2 separate regions of the Columba livia genome follow, and region 1 is linked to region 2. Evidence: chromatin contacts called from public Hi-C data. All regions are on one chromosome and are shown on one strand. Each heading gives the region's core, a stretch centred on a gene start, on an enhancer-like site or on the middle of the called end of the contact. The rest is flanking DNA. Distances are from core to core; before and after follow the strand shown. Region 1 overlaps ACYP2 (acylphosphatase 2). Region 2 overlaps SPTBN1 (spectrin beta, non-erythrocytic 1).

Evidence for each region. Hi-C and Micro-C count contacts between places; a contact is called where the count stands out from the background.
Region 1: a Hi-C map of crop shows a contact between it and region 2, with 4 times the contacts expected there. The contact joins two enhancer-like sites. A contact is called at or near these places in 2 of 2 Hi-C or Micro-C datasets (crop and liver).

Annotation. Positions count from the first base shown.
Region 1 is chr3:120,726,631-120,730,778 of bColLiv1.pat.W.v2, reverse strand. All of the region lies in intron 3 of ACYP2 (acylphosphatase 2), which reads left to right. Among named protein-coding and RNA genes, the nearest start is that of ACYP2, 10 kb to the left of the region's middle. Within about 2 kb of position 2,803, at least 1 of the 3 cell types and tissues checked has an H3K27ac peak away from gene starts, as active enhancers do.
Region 2 is chr3:120,567,130-120,571,508 of bColLiv1.pat.W.v2, reverse strand. SPTBN1 (spectrin beta, non-erythrocytic 1) reads left to right here. Exons shown (of 36, transcript XM_065059928.1): 20 at 239-502; 21 at 877-1,101; 22 at 1,306-1,395; 23 at 1,542-1,820; 24 at 2,609-2,739; 25 at 3,984-4,188; 26 at 4,342-4,379. Among named protein-coding and RNA genes, the nearest start is that of EML6, 18 kb to the right of the region's middle. Within about 2 kb of position 2,913, at least 1 of the 3 cell types and tissues checked has an H3K27ac peak away from gene starts, as active enhancers do.

The sequences.
Region 1 (4,148 bases), core at 1,554-4,053, 160 kb before region 2:
AAATTTACAAATGAAACTTCAGGCACAAAATTACCTGATTTTTCAGAGATGCAGCACTTGGGAGTTTTAAAAATCATGTCTCAGTGGGAATGAAATGATTTCTCAATTCTTTTAGTGGCTCTGGCTTGGTAATGTTAGTGTTTTCCTGATGGAAGGGGGTGTTTTAGCCTATCAGAAATGTTAATCTTTTCATGATGCTAAGAAGAATTGAGGTCATAGTCTAAAAAGAGAGTAGGGGTGCCATGAGCAAGTGTGGTTCTAGAACAGGGAAACAGGAAAAGCGATATGGAAGGGAGGCATGAGGGAGAGGAGTTTGAAGAGGTTAAAGATGGGGAAAGTGTAAGATGTGAGAAAAACACCATGAGGCACTCCAACGGTACGAGTGCGTGGAGTGAATCCCAAAGCCTGCATTTGTTCTGGAGCAGGAACGCAGCACAGCTCCAACCCAACCATTTTCCAGCAGCGCTGTTTTGCTCCTGACCCTTTTTGTTCTACTTGGTATCACTGCCTGTGTTGTGAGGCACAGTTTGGAAGCGTCCAGGACAGGCTCAAGAAACAATGCCTTTATGTGATTATTTTTATATTTTTTAATGCAGGCTGCAAGGTAAAATATAACCTGGAAGGAATGATGAAGCCAGTCCTGGTGATCTATTTTAAGCATTATTGTAATGCAAGTATAGATTTGAGATAGTGACCAGAACTGGTATAAAGTGGAGAAAATAAGATTTAAAGCAGGAGAGCTGGAGTTGACTGTCCATATTTCAACTTCTCCAGTGAAGTGAGGGTATGTTAGAGAAAATCAGTTGGCCGGGTGACTGGTGATCTTTGGAGAGTCTTGGGTAGGTTTTCCCCAAGCCTGCTGGAGTTTCTTCAGCAGTTGTGCTGGAGCCTGGATTTTGTCCTAAAGTGTGGAAGTAATTGTTTCCCTGCAGACATAAAATATGATTATGACTAATTACTTCAAAAGACGACATGCAAAATAGTTTCTTCTGGAGCATTTAACAATTTAGCAGGGACATTCTGACTCTGGAAGGAAAAAGTGGAAAATGATAGGTAAGTATGAAGGGTTTGGGCCTGAAAAGTGTTGCATGTGCAAGAAGTTGCATTCTTTATTGGAGCATTCACTTTGTGCTGAACACAGATCAGCATGTTTGTTGCAGTGCTGGAAGGCATCTTTTCCCTGTAAGTTTGCTTTAATATGCCCTGCTCTGTAACCTCTAGATGGAGCTGTTTGTTCTGTAGATACTTTCACCTATAAATACTTCATTTGAAGCAAATCTATTTTTAGATACTTATGGCAGAATCCATCTTCTTCAATACCTTTTTCCTGCTGTATTTTATAGCCCTGTCTGTTTGCTGCTACTGCTCCGCATAGATAACACCCCTTCTCCTTGGATACTAAAAGCTCATTTTTGGTCTTTTACTGGTCTGTAAGACCAAGAATACTGAAGTCCAAGAAAAGCGGAGTCGCAACATTTCTAAAACATAATGAAATAAGGTTTTATGGTAAGCTGAGGTTGTTTTTGCCAGCCTGGATATTGTTAAATGGGGTAGAGGAGGTAGTCCTTTTGTGTCTTTTTTTTTTTCCAGCAAGACTTGTAGCACAGGGTATTTCATCGTAGTATCTTGTGATATTCTTTTCCATTTTATTCATCAAATAAGGTTAGAGCCTTTGTAGTCGTTGTGGTTGTTGCCATAGCAACTTGCATTGATGGGCTAGAAATCACCTTCCTGGGAGAATTTTTGGAACTTTAAACGATGACCAATTACTTAGTTATCCATTATTAAAGGAATATAAGAATCTTGTAGTGTTCAGAATTTATTCCAAAAATCAAAGATTTCAAACCAGGGTAACGCATCAAAACGTAAAATCTTAGGATGTTTTTTAGACCCAAGAGCACAGAAATTATTCTTCCTGTCTTTGTAGAAAGACATGTTATGAAATATAGATTGCTTGTCTTGGAGGTGTTTTTTAATTAGTAAATTAGCCCTAATTTAATTTGAATGTTTTAATTTTTAATATTGATGTTGGGCAAGAAGAAGAAATATTAAACACATAAATGACATGAGACTTGAAAATTACTTTAGTGTGTATTTGCATAGAAAAAATGTAGATTTTTACAATGTAAAAGGGGAGAAGGAAGCTCTGCATTAGTTAATATCACAACTGCCATTCTCTCTGTTCCATTAGTCAGGTGTATCCAAGGTTCCTGTCTGTACCAACTGGCATTGAATAAATACGTTTTTCCTCAATATAGTTTTTAATTGTTTGCGGAGAATAGCCATAATGGCATGAAATGGAACTAAGTGCTAGTAAAAAAACCCTCCATATTTAGACTAACTGGGTTCCTTGAGCAGAACTCTAGATGTTAATATGCAATTTGTGTTGAGATATAAAGTGAACAGGTTTTAGTCTGCATGTTGAGTTTTTTCTCCATTTTAAAAGGATTTTTTAAAAAACTCAGCTCAATCTAGGTTTTATTTAGGAGAAGAAACTGTAACACTTCTTTGCACATTAACTTAGATTAATGGTGGAAATGATCCTGCAGGGGACACTTGTACAGCCAAGGAAGTGGTTTGGGTTTTTGGATGCATTTGAGCCAGCCCTGATATACCCAGAAGGCTGCTATGGGAAAGGACACAGAGGCACTTGAGTGAAAAGTTCAGAGAGGCTGGACGTACTGATGTATAACTCAATTTTACCTTGTTTTTTTTCCCATCTCTTCCCTCCACTCCCTCGTCTTGCATTCCAGGGAAATAGCGTTTATTTGGTTAATGTGGTACCCTGAGATCTTCCCCTTGAACTGTGCTGGATGTTACCAACTATCCTGCAGAGTTAACAGTACTTCTTGTATCTTCGCCTTTGTTTTATGTGGCCCCTCTGAAGGGGATCCTGAAGCCTCTTTACAGAGAATAATTTATATAAACTTGGAGGAGGCACTGGGCTTGATCTCACATCCTTTTGCTCTTGAGTTGATTTACTGCGTTCACTGTGTGTTACTGGATTAGAGGCTTTCTTTTCAGAGCGGTTATTCTTTGTGGTGTTTTTTTCTGTAGTTGGGGTGAAACAGCTGACTGTTTTAATCTATAATGAATACTCTGCTGTGTACTTTAAGTACTTTCCAGCGGTGTTCAGACTTGTGCTCCTATGCAGTGATGCTGTGGGCTCTTCCTGCTTGTTTCCCCGCTGCTAAAGGAACAAAGGAAGTCTGGAAAGAGCCTGGAAAGTGTTCAGAACTTAATGAAAGAAAAGCAGAGTTTAAAATGGGCAGCTGATATTAGGTTTGAAAAAGGATTCCTTGAACTCCCAGTGACAATTCTGATGGAAGAGGGTCCTGGACAAATAGTTTTCCTTCCCCTTTTTGACTCTACACCACACAGAATCACAGAATGTTAGGGATTGGAAGGGACCTCGAAAGATCATCTAGTCCAATCCCCCTGCTGGAGCAGGAACACCTAGATGAGGTTACAATTTTAATATTTACTAGAAAACAAACCATCTGGAGCTACAAACCTAATCTATTCCTGCTCAGAAATCTCCAAGCAATCTTTTAATGAGATTTCAGTCATCGTATTTTTGGATCTGAGCAGGTTTGATCTGCCATATAGGACCTCACCTGAAATCCTGTTATGCTGTACAAATGCCAATCCTGAGCCTTTTTCCCCTGCTCATTGTATCATATAAGCCACTCCTTGAAATCAAATTTCAAGGTCAGTACTAGGAAACTTTTCATACAGCACAGCTATACCCCACAGTCAGTCTGCATAGGTTTAAAATCTTTAAATGTAGATGGCGCAGTGTTTTGGAGAGGAGATTTTTAAGAGTTTAGGAAAATGAGGTGGTTTGGCTCAGTGTTCTAGGAGGGTTGGAGAAAAGCAGCTGCTGCCTGTTTGAGATCTCCCTGGGCTGCCCTGCTTTCACAGGCTGCGGATCTGAGAGCTGGGACCTGGAAACAGAGATCTTCCCTGTTAGCTGGGGCAGGAAAGACGGGAGCTCTGCAGAGGCTGCTGCACAGCCAGGGGTGTTGGAAGGGTTGGTCTCGACCAAGTCTGCATAGCACAACTGTCTTGGGGCTGTGAACTTTGAAAGCTCAGGCTGCCCTCATGGGCAAACTGGCAGCATATTTGGATGAAAACCAGTTTGTTGG
Region 2 (4,379 bases), core at 1,664-4,163:
GGGAGGGGAGCACATGTGCTGCTTGACCTTCCCGTTGCCAGGAAACCCTCTTCCTGGCCGCAGATGGACCTGGGAGCTGATGTTCTGGAAGGAGTTACTGGATAATTGGAGATAGAAAATGAGTGGTTGATGCCGCCAGCAGATGAGGAATCCTGAGTGCTTACTAATCAGAATAATTTAACTAACGGTCTGCGAGTGCTTCCGAGGAGGTACCATTTTGTTGCTCTTTGCCTTGCAGGAGGGAATGCAGCTCATTGCAGAGAAACCAGAGACTGAAGCCGTGGTGAAAGAAAAGCTGACGGGTCTCCATCAGATGTGGGAAGAGCTTGAATCCACTACCCAGACCAAGGCTCAGCGTCTCTTTGATGCAAACAAGGCGGAGCTTTTCACCCAGAGCTGTGCCGATCTGGATAAGTGGCTGAATGGTTTGGAGAGTCAGATTCAGTCAGACGACTACGGAAAAGATCTCACCAGCGTCAACATCCTGTTGAAGAAGCAGCAGGTAAAAGGAGCGCAGGTTGCGGAGTGGGCAGACGGCAATACCTGCACTCAAAGGAACACATGGGGCATCCTTTCTTTTTAGAAAAGAATTAATTTGCTTTTCTTTCTTCCTGTTTTTTCATGTAACTTTAAGAAGAACCAGAAATGCACCCAGACACCCAGCCATAGATCTTGTGATACAATCTCTACCTAATAATGCCCTCCTTCCCCACAGTAATATCTCTGTTCTGTCTGCCGCTCTAGTCCTGCCGTCACTGGTCGTTCTCTCCCTGACCAGCATCTGTTCTTCCTCCTTATGAAGCTGTTGACATACCCTGGTCATATCAATTGCTTTTACCCCAGTTTTCAGGACCTTTTTGCCATGTTTCTGTTTAGATGCTAGAGAATCAAATGGATGTCCGAAAGAAGGAGATCGAGGAGCTGCAAAGCCAGGCACGGGCTTTAAGTCAAGAAGGGAAGAGCACAGATGAAGTAGACGGCAAGCGCCTTACTGTAGAAAAGAAATTTTTGGAGCTGTTGGAACCTTTGAACGAAAGAAAGGCAAACCTGCTGGCCTCCAAAGAGATCCACCAGTTCAACCGGGACGTGGAAGACGAAATCGTGAGTATAAAAGAAATCTTCCTCCCTAGACAACAGGAAAATGTCACAGCTATTGCAGCGCTCTCACAAGAAGAAATCTCTTGATCATGTCTCTCAGTAACATGTTTGAGTGATGCTGCTTTTTGCGTCTGGTGTGCACCAGCCCCTCTCTGCTGCCCCAGCTGTATCTTGAAATCAAACGTGCTTTTCTCCTCTTACTTCCAGCTGTGGGTCGGAGAGAGGATGCCTATAGCTACATCTACTGATCATGGACACAACCTTCAGACCGTGCAGCTACTAATAAAGAAAAATCAGGTGAGTAGGTGCTGTTCAAGCTCCACACCTTTCATTTCTCCGTAGTGCTGACTAATGCAGGAAGGAAAGGCTTGGGGTAACATGGTGGTGCTTCAGAAGTGCCTTTCTCAGTACAGTGTCTCATCAATCTGCTTCTCCCCATGTAGACCCTTCAGAAGGAAATTCAGGGACATCAGCCTCGTATCGATGACATTTTTGAGAGGAGTCAGAACATCATCACAGAGAGTAGCCCTAATGCTGAAGCGATTCAGCAGAGGCTTGCGGACTTGCAGCAGCTGTGGAACCTCCTCATCGAGGAGACCGAGAAACGCCACAGGCGCCTGGAGGAGTCTCACAGAGCGCAGCAGTATTACTTTGATGCTGCCGAGGCGGAGGCCTGGATGAGCGAGCAGGAGCTCTACATGATGTCAGAAGAGAAAGCCAAGGTGAGCAGCTCCACAGTGACACTAGTTTGGATTTTATTGCTCAGCTAGAGGGGAAGAGGTGACATAATTGGAACTGTCACTAATGTGATAGTAACACAAACAAGTCTAATTCCCTTGTGAAACTTCAAGTGATCATCTCTTCTATCTGTTGTGACACCTGATGGTGTGGAGGATAGGCCTTACTGTACCAAACCAGTTAAGCATCCTCAGACTGTGGCTGGCAACTGTGTGCCTTCCTTTGCTTATCAACAACACCAGTTAACGCTGAGAGCTGGGGGTTGTTTTTCTTAATCACAACAACTCATAACAAGTTTGGATCAGAATTTGTCCACACACTTTGCTGGAGAATCCTTTGGCGTGGGCTCCCCAGGATTGCTTTCCTTTGACCCAGGCTGTCCTTGAAAAGCCCGACAAGAGATGTGCCTAAAACTGTTCCATTTTTCTGAGCCCTGCACAATCACCAGTGTTGTGTAAACACACAAAGAGCTTCATAGAAGAGGAAATTCATCATGCTCAGTGCACAGCTGATGTAATTTTGTTCTGCATCCCAGAGGGGCTGTTGCATTCGCTCTTTCACTTGTTATTTTGCTTTCTGCTGGTACCATTTGCTGTAAACCCAGCTATTAATATACCATTGTCAGGACAACTTGTCTTGCAGTTGTACTTGGGAGCAGTTCTTAATAAATCTTTTTGGCTACCGCTTTTTGCTTGCACGCCAAGTTGTGCTTGCTGTGTGGTGTCTTCCTCTGGAGCAGGGACTTGACTGGCATTTTTGGTCGCCATTGCAGGATGAACAGAGTGCGGTGTCCATGCTGAAGAAACACCAGATTTTGGAACAGGCTGTAGAAGACTATGCTGAGACTGTGCACCAGCTGTCAAAGACCAGCAGAACTTTGGTGGCAGATAATCACCCAGAAAGGTATTAACTGCCATGTCTAATTAGATCAGGAGTTCTTTTAGCAGTTCGGTCATTCCATTGAGTTGTTCTAACACACAAAGACTACAGTTCACCCTCACTCCATTCAGGATGCCTGTTGGACCACCCTGATTTGGCCAGAGACGGGGTCCTGGCCAGGACCAGTACGTGCAGCTGCTGATTTCTGGATGGTACTGGACACCTTCAGTATATACCCGTTGTATCACGTATACAGGCTGGTGGTGTCAGATCTGCCTGCACTGCTGAGCCTGCCAGCAGTCCTGAGAGACAAGAGTCCACATGCTCCTTCAGCCAACGCTTTTGTCCAGCCCAGAGGGTCGCAGTCATTGATCCTTCTGGTTGAGGGCAGCGCTCACCAAGATCTGCCTCCTCTCTTGGAGATTCTAGTGGAATCAGAGACTGAAATCTGAGGCTTTAAACATGGGCACTTCAAAGCCTTGGGTTTGGTAAATTTATCTGAGAGAGAGAGAATTCAGGAACCTTAAGAACTGTGTTGCTGTAAGAGCTGCAGCTAAGCAAACAGAATTCTCCACTGGCTTGGACTGCAAGGTTGATTTGACTGTCAGGCTGATGTATTTTGATAACTGCTCTGCCTTTGCAGATAGGAAGATAGGACTAACTTAGGGAAGACTCTTCCTGCCTGTGGGTGCTTGTGGGAGATTGTTATTTAGCTCAAAAGCACTCTCTTGTGGTCGTGATAATTTCCTGGCTGAGCTGAGTACTGGAGGGAAGGCCATTTGACAGGGCTATATGGCTCAGGCAAAATATAGGTAAAAGTTATGACAAGTAGAAATATTAATCACTTTTGGAAATGCTTTAGGGAGTAAGAAACCCATGAGTACTCCTGAAATTCAAAGCAGAATTGAAGTGAAAACCCAATCCTACTTGCTTCAGCAGCTCAGATCCTGCCTGTAATTTTGGGAGAAGACCCCGATGTGATCTGTGGTCAAACAAATGTAGAGCTGGGTTCCCAGCTTCAATCTTCAAAGCCGGGGGGTTGTATGTACAGGGCAGAGGAGTTTTGCAGCTGGTGCAGTCAGCTGTGCCAGCGGAGGCTCGGTGCAGCGTGTCCGAGTCGTGCATGCAGCAGACGTGCATTCTGTGGATCAAATACCCCAAGAGTGATTTTTATTCCTTGTAGGTTTGTTGGTTTTGTTTTTTTTTCCCATTTACTTTTATTATTCGTAAAAGGCGGGGAGGACTCAATGCTCTCTGTTGTTTTCCAGTGAGCGCATCAGCATGCGCCAGTCCAAAGTGGATAAGCTGTATGCGGGCCTGAAGGACCTGGCCGAAGAGCGCCGGGGCAAGCTGGACGAGAGGCACAGGCTGTTCCAGCTGAACCGCGAGGTGGACGACCTGGAGCAGTGGATCGCTGAGAGGGAGGTGGTGGCCGGATCCCACGAGCTGGGACAGGATTACGAACATGTAACAGTAAGTTCTTTGGGCCTGGATGCTGCTTGACCTTCCTTTTCTGGATGCTGCACACAGCCGATGCTTAATATAAAGGGGCGGCTGTCTTGCTTGGTTTGCCCAGGTCAGTTTGTAATCACATCACTGCACGACTCTGTTTTCTCTGCATTTCAGATGCTACAGGAGCGATTCCGAGAATTCGCGCGAGACAC